2 separate regions of the Mus musculus genome follow, and region 1 is linked to region 2. A link is a contact called in public promoter capture Hi-C data. All regions are on one chromosome and are shown on one strand. The core of a region is the stretch at or near the end of the contact, and the rest is flanking DNA. Distances in the headings are between cores, read along the strand shown.

Region 1 (5,611 bases), core at 1,723-4,222, 1.0 Mb before region 2:
ATAGTTGTTTTGTTGTTGTTGTTGTTATTTTATTTGTTTACTTGATTTTGAGATGGCTTGAACTCACTATGAAGTGAGGGACTAGTGTGGATGGCCTTGAACTTCTGACCCTCCTGACTGGAGTGTTGAGATTTGGTCTGTTGCTATGTATAATAATGCTAAATTCCTGTATCCCAAGGCCTAGTTGCCTCAGGAAGAGTGAATTCTCACAGGTAACAGCTTTTGTTGTGTAAACCTTGCTCCTTAACTTATTGGTTGAATAAAGATGGCTACAGCTTGTAGTTGGGCAGAAGGGAGGTAGGTGGGGCTTTGGTTCCTGGGCTTGGGGTCAAAGTCAGAGACTGTGGTGAGGAGAGGGGAGGAAGAAGAAAGAAGGTACCAATGGCCGTGGGGTAGGTAGATAGTGAGCACATGGCCATGAGGGCGGCCTGCTGGGGTAGGACCGGCCCAGGAGGAACTTAGCGACAGGGAAGCAGACAAACCAGCATAGAGGACTGATATCTGCCCAGCTCTAGTGCTTTAAGGCTTATTATAAATACAAAGGTTTTGTGTCTTTCATTTTGGAAGCAGATGATTTAATGTGGGGTAGAAACCCTTTTAAAATATTTACCAAGACATTATAGACCGGCACTACCATGCCCACTTTATTGGGTTTGGAAGATAGAGTCTATAGGGTTTGTGTGTGTTAGGCAGGTACCACCTAAAGCTACATCTCCAGCCTAAAATCCAATGTCTCCACTCCTTGGCCACCCCACCACTGAAATGTAATTTGTACATTAACGTTTCTGTTATCATCGTTCCAATTTTCACTTAACAACAATACTTCTCCCTCTAGCCCCAAATCTGACAAGCAGTCTGTTAATAAAATGTCGCTGTGCAGGGCTGAACTAACAGCTCAGCAGTTAGGAGCATTTGCTGCTCTTGCTGATCACCCAAGTCTGGTTCCCAGCACCTACACAGTGGCTCACAATGGCTTGGAACCCAAGTTCCGGAGGATATGCTGCCCTCTTGTGGTCTTCTCGGGCACCTACATGCACATAGCGTACAGCTGCACATTCATAGGAATAAAAATAGATTCTTAAAGAATGTAAATGCGCCAAACTTTCTTCATTTCTAAATCTTTTCTGGGTCCTCCTTTCAGTTTTTGTTTTTGTTTTTTAACATTCTCAACTCTTTTTTTTTTCTTTCAGCCAAGCACGCGTGCGATAGGTTACACTGAGCCTCAGAACGGACATTTGACGCTTTGACACTTTTCCTGATTTCCTTGTTGCAATGAAACGGGGCCACACCCCAGCTTAAATCCCGCCCCTGCTCTCATTTGCATAGGATACTAACTAAGCTGAGTCACTGCTATAGGAATCTAAAAGATTTGCTTCCCAGTGGCTGTCTGCAGATACCAAAGACAGACCTAAATTCAAAACAACGAAGGTCACCTGGAATGGATATACTTTCCCTGGGCCTAGACTCCCAGATGTTTTAGTTAGATCCCTTGAGACACACTTAATCCAAAAGTATCACATTGACTGTGCCCCACACCCCAAAAAAAAGATAGACCAAATCTGGCCAATATTTGAATAGATTTCCACAATGGTTCCCATCCTGTAAATGTTTAAACAAGTTCAGCCAGGCTTGGTACTGCAGGCCTTTTGTCCTAGGTCATAAAGAGACGGATCTAGGAGAGTAGCAAGTTTAAGGCCAGCCAGAGCAGCACAGTGAGATCAGGGCATGCCTGGACAACTTAGTGAGACCCTATCTCAAAGTAAAGAACGATACCAGGAATACAGCCCGATGGTCAAAGGTCTGCGCAGCACGTGCAATGATCAGACCCTGAGTTCAAACCTGAGTGCTTCAATCAATCACAAAAATAACTGCCAAGCCTTAAGGACTTGGCTATGGGAGGTGACATCCCTAAGGTTTCAAAACTCAATAGCTGGACACCCACATCCGCTCCGCAAACACTGCAGTATTTGACTACCGTTTGCGCTTGCTGGTTAGAGTGGGCTGTGATACCTGACTGGACTCAGCTAGAGAAGGTAGGGAACCCTATCCAAAAAGACGCTAAAATACGTCAGCAGAGAACACCACCCCAAACAAATCCCAACATCAGCTAGTTTTATCAGAGGGTCTGAATCTTACAGTAAGTTACTTGATACAAAGCCTGGCTTAGCCAGGAAAATCTAGAAGCCCTGCCCTGCCAATCAACGAAATGAAGTCGTGCACAGACAAGTTTGGATGTATTTTTAAGTGAAAATTTATCAAAAAGAGAGGCCAGTCCAGAGCTCCATCAAGCTAATCTGTGCGTCTAGGTACCGCAGCTCCTCTATGAAAATCTTAGCGGGCAGCAGGGTGGGTCTTAAGTACGCAGACCCAAACGGATGCGTTTTTAGAGCCCTGCAGGCTGCTGTCCCCAACCCACTGGCACTCGGCCCCACCCCCAAAAAAGTCCCGATTTGCTCAGCAACACTTTCCCAGGCGCAGGGACTGGGAGCCAAGGGGTCCGGGTGAGGCCTGGATGCAAGCCAATAGAAAGGGGATGTGAGGGACCAGAAACACGTCTGGGAAATTCTGCTCCCCAGAAGGATGCAGAGACAGGCTGCAGGACCCAGGCGACTGTCCTCCCCGCTGAATCCGGGCGTGACCGCCCCCGCACAGGGGCACCGGCTTCCTCTCGGTCTTTCCAGAAGCAGGCGAGCTCCAGGCTCGAAATTGAGGATGGGCCGAAGGAACTGCGCCCCCACCCCCACCCCCGCCGCCGCCGCCGCCCCCTCTCCCGAGGGACCTACGCCCCGCAGCTCTGCTTACCTCGGCCCGCGGCCGCGCTGGTGGCCGTGGAGTTCCCGCAACCCATCGCGCCACCCGCAGGGAAGCCGCGCTCTGGACCTCAGGTCCCAGTGGAGGAGACCCAGAAGGAGGCGGCGCGCGGGACTAGGGACAGCCCTAGCCCCGCCCCGCGCGGGGACCCCCACGAACCCACCCGTCACCGCGGCAACCACGGCACCGACCAATGCGCAGCCTTCTGCGCGTTCCTGGGCCAAGCATTGGTGGCGGTTGAAAGTGGGCGGGAGTTTAAAGTAGGGTTTGGGGGTCATGGCAGAAGGCGTGGTCCGCAGCAGGTCTCACCCGCTCGCTCTCCCTCTTGTTCACCTTCGCTCTCTTTCTTCGTGGCCCCTCCCTGTCCCCAGGATGTGGAGAGGAGAGGAAGTGACAGGGAACACCTGCTCTGAGTATCCTGGGTGTACGTCTGATAAGGCTAAGGTCGACAGACTAATTGATATTCAGATCTGAAGAGGAAACCAAAACCTCTCCTGCTTTCGAAGAAAGCTGAGACAGCTCCATCCTTCCTCACTTAGAAAAACCAGCTCTGCCCCAGGTCGGTCAGACCTGGTGCTCCTCCTTACAATCAATGTCTCCCAGATCTGTAACTAGAGTTGTATACCCTGCTTTCTGATCTAAGGCAGATCTATGAATCTCCGTGGTCCCTAACTGCTGGGACCACAACTCCTGCTCTGCCCTCTGACAGCTGTGGGACTTTAGGAGCCACACTGAGAGGTTGTAAACTGCTCAGCACCTGTGCCTCAGCTAACACCATCTGCTATAATAGGTCTTGAGCTTTTGAGCAGTAATACAAATTCCTTAAAGACGAGGACCCTCCGTTCCCTAGTGTCCTCCTGGCTCACAATGCAGAATCAATAAAACTCATTGAGAGGTAAGCTCAAGCCAGGAAGTAGAGCTCCGGTTTAAACTCGCTATTTATAGAGAAGCCCTGACTGTGCCAAGTTCTTTACTAAGCTCTGGGGTTGCAAACATGTGGGAGACTGTGTCCCCAGACAGACAAATTATAAACAAATTAGCTACATCAAAACAGGGACACAAATGGAGTTATACAGGGTGGAACGGCTTAAGAAATGGGCTTAACTCTATAGGTATGTTGAGGGGTCATATAAAAGAGTGGTTCTCAGCCTTCTTAATGCTACATATGACCCTTTAATGCAGTCCCTCATACTGTGGTGACCCTCAGCGATAAATTTACTTCATTGTTACTCCACAACTGTAATATATATATATATATATATATATATATATAGAGAGAGAGAGAGAGAGAGAGAGAGAGAGAGAGAGAGAGTTTTGTGACAAAATACTTGACAAGATGTAAATTAGGAAAGGAAGGGTTTATTCTGGCTGATGATTGGAGGGAAGTTCCATCCATTGTGGTGGGGAAGGGAGGGCGTTAAAAGCACATGAAGCTGTTATAGGGCTGGAGAGCAACAGTCTTTCTCAGCCAGGGGGGTCTGAGCCAGAGTCCTAAGGTAGTGGACACTTAACTATCGCCATGATTGACCAGAGGCAGTGACTCCAAGCTCATTGTCCTATGCCAATAAAGATTAAAGTTGCAGATGCTTGTAAGAGTGAGGTGGGAAACTTTATTAAGAGGTTTACAGGGAAAAACATTAAAGGATAATGAGTCAGGCTCCTAAGACATAAAAGTTCGGTAAAAAGAGAAAGTAACTCTTTTGGTGTTACCTCCTGCCCTGTGAGTATCCTAAATGTTGTCAGTTATTCAAAGCTCTGTCTGTCCTCACAGCTACCAAAAGGCAGCTACAATGTTACAGCTGCCTCTTAACTAACTGATGGGGGGGGGTTATCTTGTGGGAGCAGCTCACCGATGCTGGGCTTGGACCTCATGGTTTGTCTGAGTTGTATCAAATCCTTGAGTGACTTGTACCCAGCTGTAAGGGTCTTTGTCTTGGTCGTCCTTGGTGAGTCTAGCTTTGGTGTTTAAACCTAGCATTCTAGTTGCACTTAACATCCATTTACACTGTAACATACGTGAGTAGCTTGGAGTTTGCATCGGGAGCCGTTTTCCCTTTGGCTACTGTGAACTAAATTCCTGCCTCAGGTGGCTGGTCTCACTGGATCCAAGAGCAGACAGGAAACTGCTGGGTCGTATGATAACCTCAGGGCCCACACCCAGTGACCCACTCCTTCCAACAAGTCTCTACTCATGAAGTACCACAGCCTTCCAAGTGAACACTCCCACCTAGAGACTGATCCACAGTATACTGGTTTCCACCTTGGCCTCTGCTGTCTTGGTTCAGAGGCCATCCCTAAACAAATCCTATATTGAAAGGCTATACCAAACAGCCAAAAAAAAAAAAATACTGTTCTCTGTATCTGTATCAATGATGGATGGATGGATCGGTGGGTGGGTGGGTGGGTAGATAGATAGATAGATAGATAGATAGATAGATAGATAGATAGATAATTTGTTTTTTTTTTTTTTGAGTCAGGGTCTCTCTCTGTAATCACCCTGGCTGTCTTGGAATTCACTGACCAGGCTCACTCCAACCCACAGAGATCTGCCTGCCTCTGCCTCCTGAGTGCTGGGACTAAGTGCATGTGCCACCACCCCTTGCACTGTTCTTTAATTCTGTTACCTGACCCTGCGAGTCACTCCTGAGACACCCGTAAGAATAGTGAAAGTACACCATGAGATCCAGAAACTGGCCTGACACTACCAGCTATCTGTGGCAGCTTCGTCCAGTATGGTGGCACCGCACAGCAGTACCACTCAGGCCACTCAGCAGACAGAGACACAAACCAAGACTCCCTT
Region 2 (5,378 bases), core at 551-3,050:
TGAAAAATAAAATAAAATAAATTATAACAAGTTACCACACTCCATGAGTGATAAATATATTAGTCAAAGGATCTATACATATAATCAAAGAATATGTGTATATATACTTACATAATAATACATACATACATACATTCATGCATGCATATCCATCCTTTATTCCAACAGTTCTCAATTGGGGACTATTTTGCTCCCCCAAGAATACTGATTTTACAATGTCTAAAATCATATATAGTTGTCACAACTGGGATGGAGGTGTAACTACCAACCCATGGCTCGAGCCTGAGGATGCCAGCACGCATCTTACAACATACAAGGTAGTAGCCACAGCCAAAAATCACCAGTCCCAAAATGTAATAATGCTGCTGTTGAAAACCCAGATCTGGGGCAGGCACTGGTGGCACATGCCTTTAGTCCGAGTAAAGCACTTGGGAGGCCGAGGGGCTCATTGATCTCTGTGAGTTCGAGGCCCGTCTGGACTACAGAGCTAGTCTTAGGACAGCCAGGGCTACACAGAGAAACCTGTATTGAAAAAGGAAAAGAAAACCTGTTCTGCATCATTGTACTCTTAAAAAAAAATCCTGGTGTCACCCCCCATTAAAGAAGTGGAAAACCTGTGATTTAGAAAGACGTGGTAACTTTAATGCTGATTTAGAACAATTGCCAAAGCAAGATTCAAAACAGACCCAATTTCTTCTAAGCCCAGGGTATTTACACTATACCAAATCAAACATCTTCAAAACTTTTTCTGTTGGAGTACTGAGGAGAGTCAAAACTAACAAAATTTCTCCTACCGTTTTTAGCTTTTAGAGGACTACTGTGATCAAGTTGTTTCATCAAAGTTGTAGGTTGTGAACTAAAACGACACCAAATTCAGTATCTAGCCTTAACTAGTTTCCTATGATTGCTAGACTACTTGTAAGTGGAGAAAATATACTTTCAACCAGCACGGAGGTCAAGACCTGCCCCCTTAACAAGTGACACTTCGAGCTGTGCAGCGGTGCCTTAGCTATGACAGCCCCTTGGCGAGGACCAGCCCGGAAGGGCAGAGCACATACACTACAGACATCGGCTAATCAGAGACCAGTCCGCGTTCACCCACAACTCTCTCCGCCGCGAGTTTAGAGAACTGTCTTGCGGGCTTCCGCCCGGTACTAACTGTACCTACGCTGAAGAGGCAGCCAGGAGAACCTCCCCGCCCCTCAACTCTCTAGGTTCTAAGAAGGGGGCTGGGGGAAGGCAAAGACCACCGAGGCCCGCCTTGGGGTGGGTTTTGTTCTTGACACTGGCGGGATCTCCACCCCTTAAGTGACCGGCCCTAGGGTGGAGGCCCAGCCGTGGAACCCGCCGTCTCGGGTCCACGGGGAGGGATGGGCCGGGGTGTCTCGATGTCTACCGGTGGAGTCACGTCCAGCCCGCGGAACCGCGAGCACCGAGCCGCCTTCCAACACGTTGCGAGCTCGGGCTGCCGACCCAGCCGATCTTCCCCCGCCGCCTGCCCGGCTGGGGTAGCGGCGACCCGGCGGTGACAGCTGTCAGGCCCGCGTCCGCCGCTCCTCCCCTCCCCCTCCGCGGTCCCGAGGCGGGGTCGCCGAGCCGCCGCCTACCGGTATTGTAGACGTGCAGCTCGTCCGCGATGCCCTCGTTGCCCCCGCCGAAGATGATCATCAGCTCCCGGATGGCCACGGCTCGGTGTCCGTGCCGGGCGCGAGGCACCGGTCCGGTAAAGGAGGAAACCCGCCTCCAGTTGAGGAGGCTGGGAGCCGCCATCTTCCCAACCCCCGCCCCTCGGCCCACAATGCCCCGCGCGCCACGGGCTCCACGGCTCGTGGGGAGGACGAGCGCCGCCTCCAGCTGTGCGCGGGAGGCCCGGCACGTGACCCGCGGGCCCCGCCCCCCCAGCCCGTGGCGACGTGGCCCTCGGGGCTCCGCCAAGATGGAGCCCCTCCCGCCAACCCTGCCAACCCTCCTCTCTGTGGCTTTCAGTGGGGTGTTCGGGGAGGAGGTTACAGCTTTGTCCTTTAGGTCCACTTGGAGCATCTTCTGTGTAGGAGCGTCACGCCCTGGAAACTGTTATCACAGGCACTGGAGAAGAGCTGCCTGCCGTGTAGGTCCCAAGTGATGAGAGCACAGGGAGCGCCTAAGGCAAATCTGTCATCTCAAAGGAGGGTCTCCCAGACTGCAGGACAAGGACAGTGGACACGGTGGCTAAGTGCAGGGCCTGAGCACGGCTCAGATTTGGAGGTGACAAGCCTACACAGCAAAAGATAACCCCAAAGGTGATTTTCGGTTCATTTAGGTGTATTAGTTGTCTTGTTGCTGTGAAAAAATCCCCTGACAAAAACCTTTGAAGGACAGAAGGGTTTGTTTCCCCTCACTGAGAAGCCCATCATAATGAAGAGGCTTGGCTGGAAGTGGCTGGTGGAATTTCATCTGCAGAGAGCCACGGATGCTGGAACCGGGCTGCCTTATTATTTAGTCCAGGATGGCATCCCAGTTTATTTCTACCTTAATTTATTTCAACCTTACATCTATTCCCACCTTAATTAATCTGATCTAGATAACCTCATAGGCCTGCCCACGGGCTTGTCTCCTAAGTAAGTTTAGATAGTATCAAATCAGCAATATCGACCATCACAGCAGGTCATTATTTTCATGCGGAGGCTTCTTTTTATAGTGTTGTTAATATTCTTAGACAAAAAGACTAAGGGGGAAACCCTTAAAAGTTGCAAACTCAGTGTTAATTTGGAAAGAGTCTATTTTGTAGGCCTGCTATATCAAAGTGCCACAAGCCTTGTGCCTTGAAAGAGTTGAATGGCACTCAGGAGTAAGAGTTTGAGGCCAGCCTGGCCTACATGGTGAATAAACAGCCAGGGCTAAATGGAGAGACCCTGTATCAAAAAAACAAAAACAAAAACAAAAACAAAAACAAAACTGGGTTTGATTTCCAGCACCTACATAGCTGCTTACAATGGTCTGGAACCCTCTGTTCTGGGGGATCTACACCCTCTTCTGGCCACCACAGGTACCAGGTGGGTCTGTAGTTCATAGACATACCTGCTGGCAACGCACCTGTACTCATCAAAGAAAATCTTAAAAAAGAATAAACACATTAGAATTGTCTCACAGTTGGAGAGAAAGTCTGAACAGAACACCAATGTAGGTAACACGTGAAGGAAAGGTTGGACAGGGTAGAGAAGGAGGGTGAGCTGTACCCCTAAGAAACCAGCATTTAAAAGGTTATAACAGAAGGCAAAAGGGAACTGGGGACTTGTTCTATGGGTTTGGCTTTGAAAACCACTTCCACCTTTATGAACCTCCCTTTGCCTGTGGCTTCTTCTAAATATCAGTCCTCGCCAAGTTCCCTTTTGACCTCTTAGCTATTAGTGTTCCATTTCCTTTAGAAGCCACACAGAGTTCATGTAGGAGGAGGAAGTGTTGGATTTGCAAATTAGGAGGTTGCTATTGGCCTAGAGTTAAACACTTTAAGTGGAGGAGGAGAGGCTAGAGAGAGCCAAAGAATGAGTGGGGGAGGAGATGCAGAGAGCATAGTCTATTGTTCTTTGGAGTTGTTGCCATGGAAGCAAGAACCTGTGCCATTCTCAGGCTACACCTCGCACATAGTTGTCATTCAGTAAAATAATTTCTATAATCTTTATATATTACTACTGCTTCCAATCCTATTCCTTAGCTACAGGGCATTGAAGAGCCAGTTGTAGAGCAAGACACCAGTGCCCAAGTGTGGCAGACCTCTGAGAGCTATGGGCAAGGTCTCGGTTGAGGACTCTGGGGAAGACTAGCGGATGAGCTCAATAACAGATGGTCTAATCAGGCACTGTTCTCAAGATGAGAGAGGCAGACGTCTATTTACAGATCAGAGGGCTCTGGCCATGGTTCTTAGCTAAAGCTGTAGCGGGGGCCATGGAGAAAAGCAAGGTGGGGCTCTAGGCCATGTGGGAATCTAACCGTGCTACCAGACCAGTGATTTAGACTCAAGAGCCAAGGAAGAAAACCAGTTACAGCAGGCGGGAGCCAGGGGCCCAGTGCCAGGACTTGGGTGCACAAGCCTTTGTTGCCCTTTATCAGGTAGGAGAAAGAGCCAGAGCACTGAAGCTTAAGCTGACAAGAACATAACCCACAACTGAGGTCCATCAAGCAAGAGGGATTGAGAGATGGCTGTCATTTCTACCTCCTGTGTGGGATCTTGGAGGCCAGCCATGAGAGACAAAGGGAGGAAAAAAAAAAACCCTATCAGCTTGACCCAGTCTAGTGACTCATCAGCTACTACAACATATTTCCTTCCTTCATTGACCTTAGTAGATATTATCTGAAGACAATGTCTCTCCCTCAACCATTAACTGCTAGCAGCTCCTAAGGAAGGGGTGGTCTTCAGGATCCTCTACCCCCCCCATCTGTAAAGGCACACTGCTAGGTCCACTCTTATGCAGGTGTAACTGCAGCTTCTGTGAGTTCAAAGCCCCCCTCCCCCTATCATGAAGCAACCCTAATTAAATTCAGTGGGAGACACAAGATAAGAAAATAGAAAAGAGTCTAGTTGGCAAGAAGGAACGGTTCAGTGATGCAGGAGAGAGACAAGAAGGTAATGGGGTACACCCATTATCAAAACAAATCCAGGTATGAAACTGTCAAAAATCATGAGTCGAGAAAAATAGGGATATTTCCTAAGACATTTTAAACAGACTCACCAAAGCCTGATCCAGTCAGCAAGAGGAAATGAGAGCTGGCCTTCAACTAAAAGAATCGTGACTCAGACACATAGTTTAATGATAAATGGCACCACAGATTAAAAGTGGACATGAGGGCAGATGTTATCATGTTTAGCCGTGAGCCTATGTCCTGAGATAGATGTATCACTAAGTAAATGGTGTGATATCACGGTATGATGGATACTATAGAGAATTCATGAGCATGTCTAATGATATAGCCTATAATGTGCCTGGGCTATATTGTATACACTATTTATTATAATGATGATTATTGTTTTATTTTTAAAAGATTTTAAAAAATTATTTTTAAGTGTGTGTGACACATATGGGTATGTGCATGTGTGTGTGTGTGTGTGTGTGTGTGTGTGTGTGTGTAGGAAACCTCGATAAAATGCCAGAAAAGAACATCAGATTCCCTGGAGTTAGAATTCTAGGTTGTTGTAGCTGTCAACGAGAGTACTGGGAATCAAACTCTGGTCTCTGTAAGAGCAAGAAGTGCTCAGATCATTGACCAATCTCTCCAGCCCATTGATGTTCTTTTTAAACTTCAGTTTTTTTGTTTGATTTTCATTAATCCATTTATTTATTCACCGTACATCCCAATCGCAGGCCTCTTCTCCTTCCAGTCCCTCCTCCTCTTCTCCTCTGAGA

Evidence for each region. Promoter capture Hi-C pulls out the DNA fragments that hold promoters and counts their contacts.
Region 1: a promoter capture Hi-C map of cranial neural crest shows a contact between it and region 2. The contact joins the promoter of 1500009L16Rik here to the promoter of Hcfc2 in region 2. A contact is called at or near these places in 14 of 39 promoter capture datasets (the 3T3-L1 cell line, 3T3-L1-derived adipocytes, the HPC-7 cell line and 10 more) and 1 of 484 Hi-C or Micro-C datasets (CD4 T cells).

Annotation. Positions count from the first base shown.
Region 1 is chr10:83,720,226-83,725,836 of GRCm38.p6, reverse strand. It overlaps 1500009L16Rik (RIKEN cDNA 1500009L16 gene), which reads right to left and starts at 2,972. Exons shown (of 6, transcript NM_001145198.1): 1 at 2,803-2,972. The coding sequence starts at 2,848.
Region 2 is chr10:82,695,536-82,700,913 of GRCm38.p6, reverse strand. It overlaps Hcfc2 (host cell factor C2), which reads right to left and starts at 1,800. Exons shown (of 14, transcript NM_001368720.1): 1 at 1,608-1,800. The coding sequence starts at 1,770.